Linked DNA regions of Mus musculus: all the other regions are linked to region 3. A link is a contact called in public Hi-C data. All regions are on one chromosome and are shown on one strand. Each heading gives the region's core, a stretch centred on a gene start, on an enhancer-like site or on the middle of the called end of the contact. The rest is flanking DNA. Distances are from core to core; before and after follow the strand shown.

What was found. Hi-C and Micro-C count contacts between places; a contact is called where the count stands out from the background.
Region 1: a Hi-C map of uterus shows a contact between it and region 3, with 3 times the contacts expected there. The contact joins two enhancer-like sites. A contact is called at or near these places in 2 of 484 Hi-C or Micro-C datasets (Sertoli cells and uterus) and 3 of 115 datasets of contacts at active chromatin or transcription factors (embryonic stem cells, fibro-adipogenic progenitors and trophoblast stem cells).
Region 2: a contact with region 3 is called in a Hi-C map of muscle stem cells, with 1.6 times the contacts expected there. The contact joins two enhancer-like sites. A contact is called at or near these places in 4 of 484 Hi-C or Micro-C datasets (CD8 T cells, embryonic stem cells, liver and 1 more) and 2 of 115 datasets of contacts at active chromatin or transcription factors (astrocytes and regulatory T cells).

The regions. Positions count from the first base shown.
Region 1 is chr2:72,836,778-72,839,956 of GRCm38.p6, reverse strand. All of the region lies in intron 1 of Gm39849 (a long non-coding RNA gene), which reads left to right. Among named protein-coding and RNA genes, the nearest start is that of Gm39849, 23 kb to the left of the region's middle. Within about 2 kb of position 1,661, at least 81 of the 459 cell types and tissues checked have an H3K27ac peak or open chromatin away from gene starts, as enhancers often do. A contact at or near this core is called in embryonic stem cells, fibro-adipogenic progenitors and uterus, where this site is marked.
Region 2 is chr2:72,870,481-72,873,728 of GRCm38.p6, reverse strand. No RefSeq gene overlaps it. Among named protein-coding and RNA genes, the nearest start is that of Gm39849, 10 kb to the right of the region's middle. Within about 2 kb of position 1,703, at least 34 of the 459 cell types and tissues checked have an H3K27ac peak or open chromatin away from gene starts, as enhancers often do. A contact at or near this core is called in muscle stem cells, where this site is marked.
Region 3 is chr2:73,045,358-73,048,946 of GRCm38.p6, reverse strand. No RefSeq gene overlaps it. Among named protein-coding and RNA genes, the nearest start is that of Gm39850, 38 kb to the right of the region's middle. Within about 2 kb of position 1,761, at least 101 of the 459 cell types and tissues checked have an H3K27ac peak or open chromatin away from gene starts, as enhancers often do. A contact at or near this core is called in embryonic stem cells, fibro-adipogenic progenitors, muscle stem cells and 1 more, where this site is marked.

The DNA of each region.
Region 1 (3,179 bases), core at 412-2,911, 210 kb after region 3:
CTGAGTAAGCTCATCCCGGCTTCCTAGTTCTTTCTGAGCTGTGACTAGCAAGTCAACGCAGCTGTTCTGGCTCACATTCCTCTCCAAGCTGATTGACACCATCTGGCTTCTCTCCATTGGCCTTTCCTGAATTGCTCTGCTTGGCCTCAAACTAACTCTAGCAATCTGCTCTAATCTTCTGGTTCCTTCTCATTCTCTGGCTCCTTCTGTCACTGCAACCTATCTCTATAACTAGCCCAGTAAAATGCTCTCCTCCCCCCCCCCCACACACACACCGCACTGCTCTCTCTCTCTCTGTTTTTTTCTTTTTCTTAAAAAAAAAGTATTTTTATTTCATTTATATGAGTGTTTGCTTGCTTGGTGGTGCCCACAGGGGCCAGAAGACAGTATGAGATCCTCTAGAACAGGAGTTATAGGTGGGTGTTGGGAATCAAATCCTGGTCCTCTGGAAGAACAGCCAGTACATTTACATGCAGAACCACCTGCCCATGCCCACTCCAAATTTCATGCCACATTCCCATGCTTTACTCCTAATGAATTCTGTAACATTCAGTACAGCTCGCACAATTTACTGTAGCTACACAAAGCAACACCAAAAATTTGCACGGCTCTCTTAAGCAGCCTCCCTTTCCTCTCCTTGTGAGAGTTGGGCACGTCCTATTCTGTCAAATCTTTCTCTGGTTTGTCACTTTGCCTGCCACTCAATTGTACATCACTTTCAAACATGAGTGCTTCCTTCTACAAACTAACTTTACTTTCATTGTTTGGGATTAAAGGTGTGTGCTAAGGCTGAGCCACATCATAACTAGAAACAGCTATTTTTTTTTTTTCTGTAAAAAACAATGTTGGGGTTCACCTTGTGATCAAATATCCTGCAACAGGTTAGAATCCATGATGGTGGAGCAAAGACATAGTGGCAAGTTCACACCTTGATCCCCAGGGAGAGAACTCAGGGAATGCCCTGAGTGTTTTGAAACCTTGAAGCCTGTCCCAGTAACACACCTCCTCCAACCTGGCTAAACTTCCTAATCCTTCCCAAATAGGCCCACCAATAGAGACTAAGTATTTAAATGTATGAATGGCTGGAGGTAATTCTCAGTCAAACTATCCTCCCCCACCCCCACCCCCGTTGTCAATCAAGGAGCAAGACATGAAAGGCACACATGAACCTGGCCTGAGTTACAATACCAGAGAGTAGTGGAACTGGGACCACCTTAATGCAGTTAGTGCCAAACCAGGTCCTTAACTGTTGCACTGTTACACACAGCCCAGCATTGTTGTTTAGGTTTTGATACATGCTAAAGAAAACCATTGTAAGCTTGGACACGGTTCAAAGCTGTTCAACCCAGCTTTACATTTTCTTCAAGGTAGAACACGGTTGTTTGCCTTGGAGTCAAAGAAGGCGTGGTCTGGGTTCTTTAAGATTGAGTGCTTTAAGTCCTTGTCACAGTGACAGGAATTACAACAGGGAAACTCTGAGCTCAGAGAGAGAGAGAGAGAGAGAGAGAGAGAGAGAGAGAGATTTTATTACCCCTAAGAAGTTGTTCAATTCTAAGTGTGGGTGGGATAACTATTTTTAATGACTCATTCCTTCACCCCAAGTGATGTCACTTGTTTGACCTTGTTTACACAGTCTAAGAAGGTCATTCACAGGTCAGCCAATCCTGGCCTGCCACATCCTCAGACAATGAGACTGTGATGGTGAGAGTCGGGGTTTCCCCAGTTATTATCTGGCTTGCTAAATTTGCATTGGTTCTTCCCACTTTTGCCCACAGCACCTCACGTTTCCTGCAAACATAGGCGACTTGGTATGTTTTTCCTCCATGCTAAGCAAAAGCCATGAAGTATGGATTTTCCTTCAGTGACTGCACTAGAGAAACTTCCCTTAAGGGTTCAAGTGAAGCTGGTGGAAGTATTATCCAGTCTATCATCTTCCTGGAAAGGTCTCCACTGATTTTTATTAGACACACGGGCTGAATTCCTTCAGGCATGCTTTTTATTCTGGTCACAAGATTGGATTTGTTTAGTGTTTGATTTTCACGGTCTTTAAAGCATTTGCACGGTAGCAATGGGAAGGTGTGTGAAACCTGACAAAGCATCAGTCTTCACAACGCTGGGATCTACCTGCACCCAGGATTAAGTCTACCTGACCAGGCTAATCAGAGTCTTGGTTGTAACTGCTAAAGTTAAAAAAAAAACAACAGAAAAACTATGTATCTCCCCTCCCCTGAAGGCTCCCCCACCCCCACCCCTCTTTCTGGTTTCCTGACCTCTGTGGGTATTCCAAATGAAATGTATGTGTCTAAAGCGTCAAAGCTAACACCTACAAATGAAAGAAAGCAAGGGACACTTGGCAGGGATACTTAACTCAGAATGATTGTTTCCAGCTGTATCCTTTACCTGTGAGCTTCGAAATTTCATCTTTCTTAATAGCTGAAAAATATTCCAGTGTGTAAATACGCCACATTTTCATTATTCATTCATTGAGACTGTAAGAGCCAGAAGTGGCAGATGAATACAAGGTAACAGTATGGGCAGCTGCACATATGACAGTGACACAATGTTGCTCCTGTTGTGTCTGGAAGACAGTTTTCTTGGAGCCATCCTCCACCTCTGGCTCTTCCAATCTTCCTGCCTCCTTCTCCGCATAGAGTTCTGAGCATCATAGGCAAGTAATTGCAGTGACAATCCCCAGACGACTAAATGCGATGTGAGTCCTGCTTGTCCCCCATAATGCTGTGAAAATGATGAGTTACTGAGTAGAGCACTTGGAGAGACTTGTCATTTCAGTTAATTAGCTACTCACTTTAAAATCAGTTCTTTGAGAAGTTGCATACAATGGGTTTTGATCAGATTCACTTCCCCAGTGACTCCTCCCAAGTTATCCTTACCAAACCAGCTTTGTGTTCTCTTCTCTCCCATTCACCCCATCCAGTTTGTGCTGCCTTTGTTTTCTTAGACACATGCCCTTCCAATGAAGCATGGTTGGCTTATCATAAGCAAGAGACTTTTTCTTTTTATTTACTGCTGAATTCTTCCATATCTTTTTTAATTTATTTTTTCTCATACAATATATTTTGATCGTGTCTTCCTCTCTCCTAGTCCTAGATCTCCCTACCTCCTTACCCATCCACTGAACTTCATGTTCTCTTTCTCCCTCTCTCACAAAACAAATAAAA
Region 2 (3,248 bases), core at 454-2,953, 180 kb after region 3:
TTAGTTTTGTTTGTCAATGTTAGCGGACTGACGGCCCTACAGAAAGTGGGTAAAGCATCTCCCGAGATGGATAAGAGAGGGGGTTTCATGTGACAATGGGAATGTAGGCAGTGAAGTGAGGTCAGAAGATGTACCCTGAATGGGGCCGCACCATCCAGATATCAGGGGACCTGGAGAGAATGACAGCTGAGAAGGGACCCAGCGCAGGTCTGCTGTTAATGCACAGACATAACAACCAAGTTCTTCAACCTCTGAATAAGGCTGTGCGGGTGGCTCACCAGGGTCTTCCATGCCTTCTGCCTCCAGCGGGGCTTATACATTTTTGCCTCCTCTTGTTTGGGATTTCTGGCTTCTTCCACTGAGCAGTCACTAGTTTTTCTGGCTCTTCTCCAGCCTACAGACAGCTATTGTGGGACATCCTCAGCTTCTCATCATGTGGCCAACCTGGTAAGTCCCATCTTAGGGTGGAGTCTATTGGTTCTGCTCCTCTGGAGAATCCTGTATGAATGCAGGGACAGTGGTCATCTTTCCTTTATGGTGAAGGCCAGGCAAGCAAGGATGCAGGAAAAATAAGTTCCCCTAAACTGATCTTTCAGTGTAACAGCAAAATGTAATTCTGTGTATTAACAGGCCCAAGAGCATCACTATGTTACTTACATGTCTAAGGTCATCTCCAAATATGAAGAAAAGGTTAAGCTACATTATTGATACTCACATATTTAAAAGTAAATATTACCAAAAAATGACAAAAATCAAGATTTACGAGATAGCTACTTGGACTATAAATATATACACTTTTAATCATGGCACTTATGTGCTTATGTTTATGCATATGCTTATTTCATGGGAATACATCATTTGATGTCAATATGTAGATATTTTGTCATTATATTTAAAACACATCCTTTCAACAATATAGCTGGGGAGTGAAAATTTCCATGGCTGAATGGTATCAGGAAGGAATGACATTAGTCAGGCCAAATTATGGCCAAATTTCTCCTAAATAATTCTGTGATGAATTTTGCTCAGTGTTATAAGAGTCACCCCCCACCTCTGGCAGGTGCAACCTCCCAGAGAGGATGAAGGCTTAAGGATGGATGGTACAGGTCTGACCTCCATAGCTAAGAAATGCCCAAGGTTGGCCCATATGACATCATGCCAAGCTTGGCTTGTATGACATCATGTCAAGCACCAATCACATCCAGGTTTGGTAGCAGATACTTGATGGCAGGCAAGCTGTCTCTGCAATAACAGCATTGCTCCTGTTTTCCTCCATGACCAAAGTATTACTGACACTAGGCCACTCCATGAGGACTCTTTTGAGGGGAGGGGATATATAGGTATTAGTGCTGGGTTGGTACAAAATAGGATGCTTTTTCTCCTGATCCCTACGGGGAAAAAGGTGAACCACTAAGCAGCCATTCTACCCTTCAAATATGAGGCAAAACCTGGAGCAATAATTCTCAAGAAATTGTTACCCCACGGTATTCCAGGGTGGTGGCTGTCTATTTTGTGAGCACCCCAGAACCTTGCCCAGGCTTTAGACTTGAACGTCATGCTAACTGGTTGGCTTCTTTCCCCACTGGCTGAATTTTAGCCTCTTAAAGCCAAACCACATAAAACCCTCCGTTGTGTGGGTCCAGTGGGTGAACCCAATGTGGAAAAGCCTCTACTCTGCCAGCTGGGGCGAAGGGCTTGGGCCACAGCCACTAGTGACTCATCGGGTCACTTTCCCTCTTTCCCTTCTACTGGGCATGAACCCAGTAGCCCAAAACAGGGCCTATGAAGCTGTCACAGTCTGCTGTGTCAGTGACTCCAAGATCCTTTGGACTGGGACCATTGAAATGATAGACTGTGGCCATCATTCCTGAAAAACGCCCATGTAATGCCTGCTCAGGGAGCACTTCATTTACATGCCAAGCTCCTGCAATTGTGGGTGAAAATTAAGAATTGCTCTTATATAGGAGTTCTGCTTCCATTTAAGTGAGTTCCTTGTACCATACAGATGGGCCTGTGCGCTCATTTCTAAACCATGTGCAGTGTGACTTATCATGGAACCACAGTGCACTTTTTAAAAAGAACAGACTTAGTTCTGACTGTAAGAATGCTAATGCCAGGCGAAGACTGAAGCTGGAGCTGTCAATCAGACCGCTGTGCTTTATCTTGATTTGGTAAGCTCAGAGATGATCTATGAATACTTTCTGGTTTATGTGCCATTGAGCTGAAGCATAGGCGTTGGTGATAAGCATATACATAAATACATACACATATGTATAACCCAAAGACTCAAAACAAAAAGCCAGAAAAGACTAGCAATGGCCTAGGAGATCTCATTACAATGAAATGGTAAAACACAGGGAAATTCTTTTTAAGATTAATGTTCTCGCTGGGTGTGATGACACATGCCTTTAAATCTTAGCAGAAAAAGGCAGAACCCTGAGTTCGAGACCAGCTTGGTCTACCAAAGCAAATTCCAGGACAGCCGGGGCTGCACAGAGAAACTGTCTGAAACAAACAGCAGAGCAGAGCAGAGCAGAGCAGAGCAGAGCAGAGCAGAGCAGAGCAGAGCAGAGCAAAACAACAAAATACCCTCCCCCCAATTAAAGTTCTGATATATTGAAGAAATGACTGGAGAATACAACATTCTTCCTTTACATATTCCACTCATGGTCAGTACAAAAGGATAGAGTGAGAATCTAAAAGTTACTGCTACAAGGATAATATTAGTCCCTTTTCTTCTTTAGGCATGGTCTCATGTAGCGCAGGCTGGCCTTGAACTCTGGATCCTTCTTCTTTTACCTCCCAGAGCGCTGGAATTTCACAAGAGAGCCATGACATACAGCGTTAGGCATTTCTATTTCAGTGGGGTGTAAAGTTAGCTACCTTACACATGGGATTTTTAGACTGTTTATCTTTTAGTTGGGATAAGAAATGAAATAATTGTTTTGGGAAGGAAGCATACAGATTCAAGTTGCAGGGTGAACCGAGTCTTCAAAATCTGGAATGGAGATACCGTTCTGCAACTGCGCAGATGGCATCGTTTAAAAAATCAGAAAGTCTTCCACGTGCTAGAGAGGCGGCTCAAGGGTTAAGGGGGCTTGTTCTTGTAGAAGACCTGGGTTTGACTCCAGCACCCACATGTTGGGTCACACTGTCCAAACCTTAGTTACAGGATGCGTGTAAAACAGAAATCTATTTGAGCAAGTCATTCATACATACAATACCAAAATGTAAACAAAAGGATTTCT
Region 3 (3,589 bases), core at 512-3,011:
GTAGACCCCCGTGGTTTCTCTGGAGGAAGCACAGTTTGTGGTTGGTGCTGCAGAGCTGGGAAGTCGTGTTCCTTAGAATTCCCTGCTGAGCGTGGTCCCTGAACAATGGGAAGGACCGTCCATCTGTTCTGGATTTGTTTCTCTTGGTAACAAATTTCCTGACAAAATCAACTTAGGGGAGAAAGGGTTTGTTTTTAGATCATAAGTCCAGGTTACAGTCCATCGTAGCAGGAAGTCAAGGTGAAAACACAGAGTCAAGATTGTGACCAGCGGGGCTGGAGAGATGGCTCAGCGGTTAAGAGCACTGACTGCTCTTCCGAAGGCCCTGAGTTCAAATCCCAGCAACCACATGGTGGTTCACAACCATCCGTAATGAGATCTGACTCCCTATTCTGGAGTATCTGAAGACAGCTACAGTGTAACTACAAATAAATAAATATTAAAAAAAAAAAAAGATTGTGACCAGCAGAGAGAAACAAAAGCAGGAATGTTTCTTGTTCGCTTAGCTTAGCTACTAGCTTCTAGTTACTTATTTTTCTGAAGATTTTTATTTTATTTTATTTTATTTTATTTTATTTTATTTTATGAGATAAGGTCTTGCTATATAGTCTTGGTTGGCTGGAAAATAGCCTCCCAGACAAAGCTAGCCTCTAATTCACAGAGATCTTGTATCAGCCCAGAAGAGGACCAGCCCTGTGTGTGACCTTCTCTGCAGCGGGACAGGTGTTCACAGGCATACTTTTCCATTTCCCTCTGAAAGTGGACCATGTGTTCAGCTTGTCATGGTCCCGACGTCCCCCCTCCTCCCATGTTGGAAATGACCATCTAAAGAGTTGCATTTCTGTAGAAGATACAGAACCTAAACTTTGTCCCCTTTACTGTATTCAGGCTGAAACATGCCCCTGGAGTCCCTGGCCCAGAACTAGCAATGCTAGTGAGCCCCTGCTCCCTGGGGGTGGAGGTGGGGGAATGGGAGGGGGAGAGAGAGAGAGAGAGAGAGAGAGAGAGAGAGACAGAGAGAGAGACAGAGACAGAGACAGAGAGAGAGAGAGAGAGAGAGAGAGAGCTTAGGGTGGACAGCTGAGTTCTTGGGCTCCTTTCCATAGCTGGGTAGGTCTCCGTCTTGTGTCTGTGTGGAAACTTGTTCCTGAGGATCAATCACATTAAGGGGGATGGTCCCCTTTAATGACCCACTTAGTCTTTGGCTCTGGTCCTCGCTTGATGGGCGTTGGTGGCAGCGACACCGGAAAGCTGTGCTCTTGGGAAGATATCCCGGGGGACCCTAAGATGCTGGCCGCAGGAAGGTGTGGGGATGCTGGGAATGTTCTGCTGGGCTGGCTTCCACGTGGAGCCTGCAGATCTTGGCAACTGGCGATCTGGCCTGCATCTGATGACTTTTATCAGCAAGGCATTCAGAAAATTTCTCCACCAGAGAACATGTTGACCCTCTGAAGATGGGAATGCGGCGCGGGTTGCCTGTTTGAAGACATTCTGGGTTTTGAGGAGACCCCAGATAAGCCTCAGAACGCGAGCCAAGCAGGCGGAGAAGCAGCTCCTCTGCCGAGTCTCCGAATCTTCCACAGCCTTCCATTTTACGTGTTTACCAATTCCGAAAGCAGATCCAGCTGTTGGGAGGAATTGCTTCCAGATGACATTATGGGAAAGGAAAACACGTATTATAAAAGAGCTGCAGAATAAAAACCAGAACATGTACACTCTGCGGGCCAAGGTTTCATATGGACTGTTTCCTGGTATTGCGCAATAGGCCAGCTCCAGGGAGATGTTGTAAGAGCGGTGAGAATAGGCAGGCTCCTGTAGTTAGGCCAGAGTGCCGCTGGACTTGGCCCAATTTGGTGGTGGGGTGAGATGGGCTCGCTTGACCCTGTTGGGCTGTCACCCTGTTCTCAAACCTCGCTTCCCACCTTCGCTGAGATTCCTAAGAAAGCCCTAAAAAAAAAAAAAGTCAGTGTGCAGAATCACCATTGAAAAGCAAGGATATTTTGCCTCTGAAAATGGGAGGCGTGTCTTCGTCCCCCTTCCCCCAGCACAGAATCTGCTGCGCTGGCTTTCTTAAAGATTTTAGAAGCTCCCTAACGAGCTGGAATTAAAGTGTCCCTTTTACTAATTTCGTTTTACAGGTCACTGGATAAACCTTCTTAGAGTGGTTTGGAAGAGGATTAGGACGGTTGTGCCTCTTCCAAGTTGACTTTCCAGGCAGGGTCAGTCAGCAGCTGGAGGCTCCACTGGCCTGCGGCCAGAGCTCCAAGAAGCTGCAAGTTTTTAAGGCCTAGTGAGCACAATGGGGCTGGTCGATCGTTTTAAAATGGAAATGCTTAAATGTAGGACACCCCCTCTCAAATGTGCGGATCCAGAGAGACCTCAGAAAGCCCAGCATCCCAGTTCCTAAGGAGAATAGAAACCACCATAACCAGATAGTTACTTTTGCTGCCTCAACCTTGAACAGTGGTCTTAACCCTTAGTGGGGTAAAGTGAGCTTTAGAAGTGATCCAATTATCTTAAAAATGGAGACAGGGACTCAGACAGGCACTGTAACCATTAGCATAGGTGCTCTGTATGTAGCAATGGAAGCCAGCCAGCAGTTAAGAGGACTGGTGGCCCTTGCAGAGTATCACAGGTTTGGTTCTCAGCACCAGCATGGCAACTCACAACTGTCCATAGCTCCAATTCCAGGGGATCTGATGACCTGTCCTGACCTCCCCAGGCACCAAGCAGCCTTGCGCATGGTGCTCAGACATTCGTGCAAGCAAAACACACAAAATAAATGAGTTTAAAAATACATTTTTTAAAAAGTTAAAATGAGGTGGGGCAGTGGTGGCACATGCTTTTAATTCTAGCACTTGGGAGGCAGAGGCAGGTGGATTTCTGAGTTTGAGGCCAGCCTGGTCTACAGAGTGAGTTCCAGGACAACCAAGGCTACACAGAGAAACCCTGTCTCAAAAAAAAAAGTTAAAATGAAATAAAAAAGGAAGGGAGGAAGGAAGGAAGGAAGGAAGGAAGGAAGGAAGGAAGGAAGGAAGGAAGGAAGGAAGGAAGGAAGGAAGGAAGGAAGAAAGAGAGAGAGAGAAATTGAAGCCAGGCATGGTTGTGCATGCTTGTAATCCCAGCACCAGAGAGTGAGGCAGGAGAACCAGTCGTGTGAGTTCATCTGGGGTTACATGACATGACTCCATCCAAAAAACGTTTCCATTCTCACTAGTCACATTTCACGTGCCACATGCAGCTAGTGACAACTGTATGAGACAACATAAATTCAAGGCTCTCTCTATTTCACAGCTATTTATACCATGCCGAGACAGTGAACAAAGTTTTCAGTATCTCTGCCTCCTGAGGTTTATGTCCTCTGGAAGAAGAAAAAAAATGAAAGCTGAGTAGACCAGAACACTAGCAAAAGCACTAGCCATCGTAATAGTAAGGTGCTTTTGCTAATAATTATGGTCCAGGCTGGGAACTAATGACAAGCTCCAAGTAATTAAGATGTTCATAATGGGGGGAATCACCAACAACAGCAATCAAGGAGAGCATCAAGGAGTGGTGCTGTGCCCAGTTGTTCTCCAGCCCTGACAGGGCA